2 separate regions of the Mus musculus genome follow, and region 2 is linked to region 1. Evidence: chromatin contacts called from public Micro-C data. All regions are on one chromosome and are shown on one strand. Each heading gives the region's core, a stretch centred on a gene start, on an enhancer-like site or on the middle of the called end of the contact. The rest is flanking DNA. Distances are from core to core; before and after follow the strand shown. Region 1 overlaps Ccdc162 (coiled-coil domain containing 162). Region 2 overlaps Sesn1 (sestrin 1).

Region 1 (5,994 bases), core at 1,365-3,864:
AACAGAGAACCTGGCCTCAGTAACTTCCGGGACAGGCAATTCTGAATGTGTCAAAGCCAAGGTCGTTGAGGTCTCCGGAGTGGGCCCCAGCTGGAACAGGCAAATGGGAAGAGCAATATGCCTTTCCTGTCAGCTAAGTCCTCCTAGATGCCACCCTGTGGATGTAAGGCCCTTAAGTCATGTGTGCCATGTCACCCTCTGGCTGTAACACCTCAAGCATTGAGGCTCAGCAGTGGGGTTGGGGGTGACCCCAACTGTAGAGCAGGCATCCTGTGAGCTAAAAAGCTCACAATCACTATCAAGTAACTTGGTAAGTGTAGGTTCCAAGCAACAGACTCTGGGGGATTTGTGGTAAACAGGACAATTCAGTGGAGCCTAGCTCTTCCCACAGCTAACAGGGAATAGCTTTTCCTCAAAGCACTGTTGTGGCGAAAGTTTCTGTCATCTGACCAATTGAGCTAGCTGTCACCAGAGTCCTAAAATGGAATCTCTCTCAGTGAAAGGGGAGGACCCTGGAACCCTAGGCTCTACCCACTGATGTGGAATTCCATCCCAGCAGTTACTCACTCGTAGAGCTCTGAGAACTGTCTATGCAGCAAGGCAGAGTTGATGTCCTGCCCTCGAAGCTTGAATCGGCCCCAGTGTTCCTTCAGCACTTCCAGACGCTTCCACAAGATGAGGAAGGATTTCAGCAGAGACAGGGACATCACTACATCACATTGGCCCTCCAGCAAAGCAGAGGCCTTTGGGTGACTTTCCAATTGATTTGGGTAGAGTCCTGGCAGTTTGGACCAGTCTGGCTGAAAATATGACAGAAATCCTTTATCAATTGTGGCTCAAGATGGGATAAGTTTTTATATGTAGCCCATGCAAAATGACATCCAGGAGAAACTATTTTCTGGCCTGCACCATTTGTAGGAAAAAATAAAACAACCCAAATGGCTGAATATCCTTGCTGACCAGACAGGGTAGAAACAGCTGTCTCAGCTTCCTATGTGCGATTTGAACCATTGGTCTTTATATTTTATTTTTAGCTTTTGAAGACAAGGTCTGATGTAGCTGGCCTCCAACTAATTCCATAGCCAAGGACAACCCTGAACACTTGAGGTCCATCTTCCATCTCCTAAGTGTTAGGATTACAAGTGTGAGACGCCACACTTGGCTTTGAATCTCTACCTTCCAAAACCCAGAATATTTCTTAAGGAAAAAAAAAAAAAGATAGGGAGGGAGGCAAGGAAGAAAATAGAGAAAGTGCATAGCTGATACTGGAAAGACAGTTCAGCAGTGAAGAGTTGCTCTTCCAGAGGACCTGGGTTCAATTCCCAGCACTCCTGTCAGATGGCTGGCAACTTCTTCTAACTCCAGCTCAGTGGATCTGCCACCCTCTCCTGACCACCATAACTGACCACCCCTGAACATAAGGTGGCACCCCCCCCCCACATACACACACATATAAATAAAAATAAATCTTTAAAAAAAAAGGGAGGGTAGGTAGTTCAGTGGCCAAGAGCACGTGTTGCTTTCATAGAAGACCTGGCTCTGGTCCCCAGCACCCACAAGACAGCTCATGAGACCATTGTAACTCCAGTTCCAGGGAGTGACTTCCCTGGCCACCAGGTACATACAACCATGCAGATAAACACTCAAACACATAAAATAAAATAATAAATCGTTAAAATGGTGTGTGTGTGTAAGAGAGAGAGAGACAGAGAGACAGAGAGACAGAAACAGAGAGACAGAGAGACAGAAACAGAGAAAAGAAAGACGTTAAACATACTTGAGACTGAAGTCGTCCCTACCCTCTAGTCTATGGTGGAGCTGTAAGGTAACTTTTCTTTGGAGAGTAGAGTTTACCCATCTTATGAATCAGAAAGCAGAACTCGGTTTTACCTGCCTGGCTGACAACTGCTTATAACTCCAGTTCAGGGAATCAGATCTCTATCCTTTAGAAGTAGCATGGAGAACCTTTATTTTGAATTTACTATTCACTGCTCACATTTACTTCAATTAATTCCTTGAGACAGGGTCTCGGTAGCCCCGAATGTTCTGGCGCTCCCTTTGTAACTCAGACTGGTTGCAAATGTGCCAGTCCTCCTGCCTCAGCCTGCAGTTTTAAAATTAGAATTTGTTTATTTGCTCACTGATGCTCTCCTTAAGTATTTGTCCTAGTGCTTGTGAAGAAAACAGCATTTGTGAGTGCTAGGAAGTCCTGGGCCACCCAGAGCTCAAAAGACACAGGGAGGGGGTGAGGGTGAGGGGGTGAGTTCACCTGGGGGGGGCTGCGAGGGGGGATGGGGGTGAGTTCAGCTGGGGCAGAGGAGGGGGCAGGGGGAGGATGGGGGTGAGTTCAGCTGGGGGGGGCGGGGGAGGATGGGGTGAGTTCAGCTGGGGGAGGGGATGGGGGTGAGTGCAGCTGCTTTCTGGCTGTGTCTCCTTTTTCTACAAGCCAGATGACAAACTCTGTGGCCTTGAGCACTCAGGCTGCAGAACCTTAGACACTCAGCTTTCCCGACTGGAAACTGGAAGAGCAACCTGGTGTAATTGGACCCTACATCCGTGTTATTCACACAGCTAAAGGAGGGCCTGTCTGCCAGACAAAGAAAGGGTTGGTCAGAGAGAGTCAGGGAAGCACGAGTCAGCCACAGACAGCTACAGCCCCTCAGCCGTGCAGCCTTCTTGGCAATCTTAGCCTGTGGACTTCCAGATGTCTTTTTCTTTTCCCTTTTTTAATCAGAACCCTTTTATCAAATGAAGTCTGAACAATCAAAGCCAAGAACAGTGGCATAGAACAGGCAACCTGCAAAATATATGATTGGTCCCCACTGTCTTAGAGGAAACTTGAGCCTTCCTGGGCTGCAATTGCAAAGACTCTGGGTCAATCTCTCCCCTTATATTTTAGGAGACCATGGCCCCGAGGTCATGGTACATGAAGCATGGCTGCCATGGACACTGGCTTGGCTCACAGGCAGTGCAGACTCTAGTGTCTTCTGCTCCCTATAAATAGCTAAATATGCCTAGATGAAACGAGATCCCAAGGGCTAGCAGATGCAGCTCACGTGCGTCTTACCACCCTCAGCAGCACACACCCACAAAGTAAAACCAACTAAGGTAAAAAGCATTGACTCGGATTTCCTTCTTAATCTGGTATTAAAGGTAGCCACGTCTACATATTTTATTTTTATAAGCTTTATTTAAAAGGAAAACTTGGAAATTAAAAAAAAAATTCACACACCAATATTAGCCAGGCTCAAAGTCTGTGCACCTCGATGAATTTCTGTGCAGTTAGAATGGCCATTAGGAAGCCCTGGCACTTCAGCCTGAGTTTCACGCTTTCACTAACTGAATAGTTTATGCACTAATCCAGTATGGTGAGGGCTAAGCATAGAAACCCTGTCTTGAAAAACCAAAGGGAGGAAGAAGATTTGTTTTTATTTTTAATTATGTGTCTGTGTGGAGGCCAGAGGTGCTGGGTTACAGACAGTTGTGAGCTTCCTGACGTGGGTCCTCTAGAAGGGCAGCACGTGTTCTTAGCTACTGAGCCATCTCTCCGCCTTATATCAAAACACTTTAAAAGACAGAAAGTGGGCTAGTAGACAGGATAAAGGATAATGCAGAGGGAACTAGAGAGATGACTCAGGAGTTAGGAACACTGCCTGCTCTTGCAAAGGACCAGGATTAAGCTCCCAGCACCCACACAGCAGCTTATAGCTGTCTGTAACTCCAGGTCCAGGGGATCTGATGTCCTCTCCTGGCCACTCTGGGCACCAGGCACACATATGGTCCACGTGCACACACGTAGGCAAAAGTCATATGTACAAAATCAAATAGATCCTTTTGTAAAATGCTTGTAGGCGGCAAGTAAGGGGTGAAGCAAGGCAGGGGGCAGCTCACCCAGAACAAGGCCAGAGACCAGCAACTGACAGCCCAGGGGCCCAGAAGACTTCCTGGCCTTGGTGCCATTTGATGCACACCTAACTTTGCCAATGATCCCTCAGGGTGAAGCATCCAATTAAGCTGCATTAATTTAGATGACATGTCTACGCCCTTCCTGCCCCTACTGCCTGACCTGAAATAGACCTGTGAATCAGTTTTAGCCAAGAAAACTTAAGGGAACTCTATTGGGAAATCTCTACCTCTTCCTTCTTCAGAATAGGAGTGTGGTTTTGCTTTGCTTGTTCCTATTCTCTTGTGTGTTTACCTTAGAAAGGCCAAGGAGACGGTCTGTTCACATAGCCAAATGGCAGAGCGTGTGTCTGAGGGCCCAGCTGATTGGCTGCATAGACCTTACCTGAGCTGAGCTGCTTCCTTCTAAGTCACCTGTTCTAGAAGACCAGTGATCATCTGTCATTCTAAATGCATGAATGTGTGTGTGTGTGTGTGTGTGTGTGTGTGTGTGTATGTATGAATGTGTGTGTCTGTATGAATGTGTGTGTGTCTGTATGAATGTGTGTGTGTGTGTGTGTGTGTGTGTGTGTGTGTATGAATATGAATGTGTGGAAAGGAAAGAGGCTGAGATAGAAGGGCTGAGAGCAAAGTCTGTTAGACCTTTGGGCTCTGTCCTGAGTATTTGAAAGCATTGAGAGGCTCTAAGGACAGCTGTGACATAATCTAGCTCACTTTTAAAGCAGTGTCCTGGGGATGGAGGGATGACTTACTGTTGATATGCTGCTCCTCCTACGGAGGACCCGAGCGAGTTTGGTTCCCAGCACCCAGATAGGGTGGCTCACAACAACCTGCGGCTCCAACTGCAAGAGATGTGACACTGTCTTCTAACCTCTGTGGGCACCTTCACAGATGCAGAAAAAGGACACACACACACACACACAAAAGAAAATAAAGTATAAAAGAAAAACAAACAAATTAAGAAAACAACCCAGTCAAAAAAAAGGCCAAGGTTAGCAACACCAAAGAATTCCCCAAGAAGAAATAAATACAAATGGTCAGTAAGTCCAGTTAAAGGTATTTGGTATCTTTGGCTATCAGGGAAATGCAAATTGAAACTACTCTTAAGACTGCATCTCAGCCCTGCCAAATGGCTATTGTGATTTTGTTCTGGGATACTCAGAGGGTGGTACACTGGGAAACAGTCTACTAAGCCGGTGTCAGTGTCTGGCTTCTGTGGGATCCTCATCCAAAGGCTACACCTGGACCACTAATGGGTGGAGGCTTTTATACATTTTGGCTGCTTTGTCTTCCATATACGCCTACGTAAATTATAATTGGGTATTTAACTAGGCAGGCAGTAACACTATTAGTGGTTAGAATTCTAGGGGAAAGGAGAGGCAGCTGCAGCAGATGTGCTGAGGAATGGGACAACCCTCAAGGACATGGGCCAGCCCAAGAGACTGGTACCCCTTTTTCTCTTCTTTAGTTCTTGGGGCCCCTATCACAGTTAGAATGAGGAGCGTCTCCCATAGCTCGGGCATTTTAAACATGTGTCTAAAGAGGTTTAGGAGGTCTGGCCTTGCTGGAGGAAGTATGTCAGAGGGGCAGGTTCTGAGTTGAAAGCCTCAGCTATTTCAATCTTGCTATCTCTCAGCTTCCAGCTCCTGCTACTGGGACAGATGGGTAAGACATCCCCCTAGCCTGTCTCTGAAAATAAGCAGGTTCTTGAGTACAGTGCAGCACCAGCCACTCTGTAGCCCACGTGCAAGGAATACCTGTGCATTGTCCAGTGCAGCTTGCCATTCGGTAGAAGCCTTCCTGATCACGTGGCAGCTGCCCAGAAGTACGTCTTCCATTAGCATCTGTACACCCACCAGCTCTCCATGGGCCACTCTGCGGTCACAGTCACTTAGCCCACAGAGACACATCTGAAAACAAAGATACCTTCCCATTTTGAAGAGTCTTACATATCCTTTATACATGGTTTTGAAGAAAGAATGTTAAGTGCAACTATGTTTATAGCCCTTGCCCTCTCAATTGATAAAAATATCCATAAAAATCAGAGTAACAGTTCTAGATTAAAGTCCTTCCTGTGTAGGTTTTTGAGTA
Region 2 (5,927 bases), core at 3,144-5,643, 310 kb after region 1:
GGAGGCTGATGAAGGTCGTCGGAACATAAGCAAAGCATGTGATTAGACAGGGCTTTGGTCCACAAGCACTGTTCACACGGTGGCACAGGACGTACTGTTTCTGTGTGCTGTCAACGCCACTCAGAATGTCCATCTTCTGAGGATTAATCAGTATTGTTGTACATTGGTGAGGAAGCAGGTGCTGGTGTGGGCATGGCTTTCAGATATTGGTGTTAGTATTGTTGAGGGGTGGGGAGTCCTAGTTCTCATGTTAGCTTTTCCAGCCATGTCTTCACAGAGAACCTGTGAGGTTTATGCTGATTGCCATCTGCATCTGAGTTCAACAAGAACTTTTATTCTTGGCAGGTCTGCCTCCTAGAATCTGGATTGTAAGATTTGCTCAGAGTCTAATTGAATTCTCACAACTACAGAAGGGAAAATAGTTAAAGTAACCTACATAGGAAGTTAGAAAATGCATTCAGTTTGACTTGGGCTCTCACACTAATAAAGCATTAAAGACATTGGCTTCTTTTTCATAAAGATTATAAAAGACATATACATTTTGTAGATTTCAATATCATAAATCATATGTTCCTTTTTTGTAAATACTAGTACTTAAAACAGTACTCGGTTCCTAGCATGCTATGTCAGCTGCTATTGCTGCTCTTAATTTTTTATTACCATTATTAGCTCTATATGGGTTTGTTTGTTTTTCTTTTTTTTTTTTTTTTTGCCCCTTTATATCAGTTAAGGAATAAGCAGAAAACTAAAAAGCAGTTTCATTCTCAGACTGCACACCCCCAAGAGCTTTGTAAACTCTTCTGTAGGTATCATGAGGTAGATGTAGATGTGGTACTGTTGCTGCTGTATCTCCCTCATCTTCTCTTTACACCTTACTTACACATTAGACCTGCCCAGTTAAGAGTTTAAATGCTCTCATGGGAATTACAAACTTGCTAACAGAAGTCCTTATTTTGGCCCAAACCTCCTTTCCTACTCTGTTCTTTTTCTCTCAGGAGATGGTGCATGGAAATACTTGGCCATGCTTGGGATCAACCCTAGGGCCTTGCACATGCAGGGACAGCTCTCTCCACTGAGCTGGCCATCATTCCAGTGTGTGCTATACTTTGGGACTCTTCCAAGGTGAGGAGTCTTTATGCAAGCTTTAGTAAGAACAGGTAGGTCCTGTAAGAAAACTGTCATCTGTTGACTTTCTCAGAGGTCAGTCTGTGTGTGCTGGGTGGCTGGATAGAGCTACTCACTGTCCTGTCTGTACCTGGTCTGAGGTAAATTGGGATACACACTCAGCTCATCAGGAACACCCCATATAACTAGCCTTTTGTTTTTTGATTGACATAAAATTAATTAGAAAAGGTCACGGCCCTTATATCTGTCATGTACCTAATCTATTAGCTAAAAGAGAGAGTCTGTCAACTTTTAAGCCTAGCCTTTAAGTAAGGAGAGTAAATTCACTTGATTCTAGAATAGAGTAACCAGAATAATATAATTCAACCTGTTCGTTTTGAAGGTCATATGGATGTCAATTTGGTGTCATTTAAAGAAATACTACCCAGATATTTCAAGCAGTAACAAACACATGTACACGCGTGTTGTGTCTTCCTTTCTCTACGCCCCCACCCCAGCATATGTTCTGCTTTGTTCTCTTGAGGACCACAGCTTTGTTGATCATGTTGAACTTTTCAAACAGTCCTCCATTGATTAGCAATTAGGTTGTTTATCAGAATCAATAGTGTAGTGGTTTACCTTTATGTGTGAGTACAAAATGTGAGTCTGTCTGTAGGTTCCCACCTATGGTCTTTGTAGTTAATGCAGTGCGTTGTTGTTGCTTTGGGAGTTGAGCATGGTTTCGGTCATTCTCACTTCCTTTTCTTGGAAGTGTCTCTGACCCTTTGCAGTCTTTCAAGTTCTCTGTTCATCTTTGACTGTGTACCCTTCCCCTCATGCCAGTCTGTTTGGTTACCAGATTTATCCGTCGTTTTTGACTTCCAGGTTTTGTAGCATTATTGGTTCTTTTCACTCCACAAGCATTTGGTAGGACTATTGTTTGTTTTGTTTTCTTCATGTTTAACTCTGATTTATTGTGGGTTAAAATATAATTCAACTTCATTTTTTTCTGAGTGACAACAAGTTGTTTCAAGATCAAATAATCTATTTGGAAATTACATCCTTTGCTATCCTGAAGTCATGAGTATTGTGTAGTGTGTCTGAGTTACAAAATGAATAATAAATACTTGAAACCCTAAATACATGTTGTTTAGATAATTTGTAAATTAGAAAGGGGGCAGGAGCCTCAGCTTTGTACTTTTTCCCAGTAAATCTTAACAGAGATAGGCAGACAGATAGATAGTTTGGTCAGAGTTAAGAAGTTAGGCTAAGGGCTGGTGAGATGGCTCAGTGGGTAAGAGCACCCGACTGCTCTTCTGAAAGTCTGAAGTTCAAATCCCAGCAACCACATGGTGGCTCACAACCATCTGTAACAAGATCTGACTCCCTCTTCTGGAGTGTCTGAAGACAGCTACAGTGTACTTACATATAATAAATAAATCTTTAAAAAAAAACAAACAAACAAAAAAAAAGAAGTTAGGCTAAAGAGGTCATTGTTTTAGATTAATAGTTGTTACATTTGTTTCAAAAGGAACATTTTTCTCTCCTGGAACTTAATATACAATGTTCAAACTTAGACACATACATGGACAAGCTAGTTAAGTGTCTCTTCTAATGAATATAATGTTACACACTATCTTCAGTATGAGTGTGGAATAACCACAGTAAGAAGTAACCAATGTCCAGTACAATTTTACTTAATATATACAATGAAATTGATATATCATGGATTCAGTTGGCAAGTAGTCTACTTTGGATTCTGCCAATAAAGATTCTCTTATCCTGCTTGCTGTTTCAGGGGTGAGAGTGGGGGGTGGGGGTCAGAACTTGCTACGTGGCTGAGGATATCTTTGAACTTATGATCCTCCTGCCTCCACATCCCAAGTGCTGGGATTACAGCTGTACACTAAATAAGCACTCTACCAACTAAGCTACATTCCTAGCCCTGTGTGAGATTTAAAAAATGTATTGTATTCAAAAGATTTTCATTTGCTCAGAACAAACTTCTTGGATTCACTCTGTTCCCTCCCAGTTTTTTCTTAAAAGCAAAGCAGCTAAGTTGGGGAGATAGCTCAGTGGGTAAAACCACTCACCACACAAGTATGAGGACCTAAGTTCAAATCCTGGGAACCCATGTAAAACCTGAATGCATAGCACAAACAAATAATCCCATAGGCCTACAGGAACATGGAAGGGAGAAAGAGAAGCCCCCAGAAGTCCAAGAGCCAGCTAGCCTGGCACACACAATGCAAAAAGAAGAGACTGTTGTCTTCTGACTTCCACATGAGCTACACAGTACATGCTCTCCCATATTCTCACAAACACACACACACACACACACAGAGGCATACATACAGACACATAGTGCACACACACAGAACAGGAGTTGGGAATATCTGTTTTTATAATGTTTTACTCTTGGCTACAGTTCTGTATCCATGCCAATAGTCTTCCTCTTTTAAACAAAAAACTAGTATTTGTATGTAACAATTTTATAAATAATAAGGATCTTCAGTTGTATTTACTTTATTTTACAGCTTAAAGCGATAATGGATTGATTGCCCTCAAAAGTTTTATTATGGTTATTTTGATATTATGTCAAGAGCATTGTATAGGGGAGGAAGTCCTAACAGTAGGCTTTCTGTTCCTGCTAATGTGCTGCTCTGTCAGTATAAGAGAAAGAATTCTAGATTGTGTCAAAAGGCAGAATGTTAGCAAGATTGTAAACAGGCCCAAACTTGGTTTTCCTGAAGTGTTCTCACTTAACCACAGAGAGCATGCCCCACTGGAGTCCTGACTGTGGATTCAGCTGCCTTTTCACTTGTCACATGCCACTGCTTGCCTTGACGTGTTTTATTAATACAGTAATGATGTCTTAAGATGTCTATATAGAGATATTGTTGTTTTTATTTCCTGACAAGGAGTGATGCTTTTGTTGAGTTAGACACACACACACACACACACACACACACACTGGTCTTGTTTTGTATCACTGACAGCCCACGGGTTTGGCCACTGTGTGCTGAACTTTCTGTTCCAGACTCTCTGCCAAGAGCTTTATGCAAAACTCTGGTTTTAGTGAAACAGGTTTTATTGTTTTTAGACAGTCATATTAGAAGGTGTTAGCTGTGTGATGCAAATAGAGGAACTGGTGTGTATATATAGCTGTGAGAACAAATGACTAGCAAGGCTGGCTGCTTTTCCTCTTGCTCCTTTAGCCTCAGTCTGTGCTGTTTACTGCTGGAGATCTGAGATGGTGTAATTTTCTTTTCTAGGAACTTGGAATCAGAATCCCTCGGCCACTAGGACACGGACCAAGCAGGTTCATCCCAGAGAAGGAGGTATGCTGTTTTGAAAGTACACAGTGAACTGCCTGCTTTTAAGGAAACATTTTCATGGCCCACATCTGGCATCTGAATGATTGCTGGTCAACAGCATGTTTTACACAGTTATTCAGAGTTAGTCATGCTTTGGCAGTGAGGTCATGGGATTAGAAAGCTGTCAGGGTCATATTGATTTCTAGGATTTCATGATGCATTTTAAGCACCTGTACTTAATCAAGTAAAACTGAGCCTTGTTGTTGACTCCCTCCCTCCACCTGCATATGTTTAGACCTTGCTTGGAAGCAGAGGTGCTCCATCTGACTGGTGAGAGCACTGCACCAGACCTTTAATTCCACATATGTAGAAGCAGCTATGCTTTATTGTCATAAGTTTTTGCTATTAATTGTGATTCTCTTCTCATTAAATGAGAATAGTGTTGTAAGGAAAGGTTTTAATGTCTGCTTGCAAAATCTGGGTATTTAACAGTCTGCTTCTTCGTCTGGATTCTTGTCAACTCTGCAGCTTATCTAGACCCTTTATCTAAAGTTCAGTTCAGCCTTTGTTGTTTATCTCCCACCATATAATGGGACTATTCTTCAGCTACAAGTTTAAATCACAAGTCCTCTCAGGAAACTGTAATCTACTTGTAAATAGATCGGTGCACCACATTCCTGTTCTCTTTAACCGGTTTATAGTGTGTGCAACTGTGGCTCTCCTCTCCTTCCCACAGATGCTGCAGGTGGGCAGTGAAGACGCACAGATGCATGCGTTATTTGCAGACTCCTTTGCTGCTTTGGGTCGTCTGGATAACATCACATTAGTGATGGTTTTCCATCCACAATATTTAGAAAGTTTCTTAAAGACTCAACACTACCTACTACAAATGGATGGGCCATTACCCCTCCATTATCGGCACTACATTGGAATCATGGTTTGTAAAAATCCAATGAAAATTTCTTTCTTTTTTTTTTTTTTAATTTAAGAGGATTAATGCTTTTGACATAGGATAAATATATTACTTATTGTCTGACTTGTAATCATATTCTGACTTGTAATAGCATATAATCAGATAGTTTCTATTTTTTCCTGACTTTAAATAAGTATGTTTTCAAGTATAACCAAAAAAAAACCACTACGAGTAGTTTTATACAATATTAAGAACCATTTTTTTAAAATGTACTCTGTGTGTGTGTGTGTGTGTGTGTGTGTGTGTGTGTGTGTGTGTGTGCATGCGCTCTCGCATGCTTCAGAGACAACTTGAAGGAGTTGGTTCTCTCCTTCACTTTGGGCTTAGACTCTGGTTGTCAGTTTCCCCACTGAGCCTGCGTGCTGGCTGCACCAGAGTCACTCTTGTCTTAGCAGTTAAAATGGAACATAAGATGTAAGAAAGAGATCCTCCCTCCCTCCCTCCCTCCCTCCCTCCCTCCCTCCCTCCCTCCCTCTCTCCCTCCCTCCCTCCCTCCCTCCCTCCCTCTCTCCCTCCGTCCCTCCCTCCCTTCC

What was found. Hi-C and Micro-C count contacts between places; a contact is called where the count stands out from the background.
Region 2: a contact with region 1 is called in a Micro-C map of granulosa cells, with 4 times the contacts expected there. The contact joins two enhancer-like sites. A contact is called at or near these places in 1 of 484 Hi-C or Micro-C datasets (granulosa cells), 2 of 115 datasets of contacts at active chromatin or transcription factors (effector CD8 T cells and memory CD8 T cells) and 1 of 9 other capture datasets (liver).

Annotation. Positions count from the first base shown.
Region 1 is chr10:41,580,592-41,586,585 of GRCm38.p6, forward strand. Ccdc162 (coiled-coil domain containing 162) reads right to left here. Exons shown (of 48, transcript NM_001358562.1): 33 at 5,661-5,813; 34 at 568-800. Among named protein-coding and RNA genes, the nearest start is that of 5730435O14Rik, 16 kb to the left of the region's middle. Within about 2 kb of position 2,615, at least 77 of the 459 cell types and tissues checked have an H3K27ac peak or open chromatin away from gene starts, as enhancers often do. A contact at or near this core is called in granulosa cells, where this site is marked.
Region 2 is chr10:41,889,663-41,895,589 of GRCm38.p6, forward strand. It overlaps Sesn1 (sestrin 1), which reads left to right. Exons shown (of 10, transcript NM_001162908.1): 2 at 4,380-4,445; 3 at 5,158-5,358. Among named protein-coding and RNA genes, the nearest start is that of Gm33058, 66 kb to the right of the region's middle. Within about 2 kb of position 4,394, at least 118 of the 459 cell types and tissues checked have an H3K27ac peak or open chromatin away from gene starts, as enhancers often do. A contact at or near this core is called in granulosa cells, where this site is marked.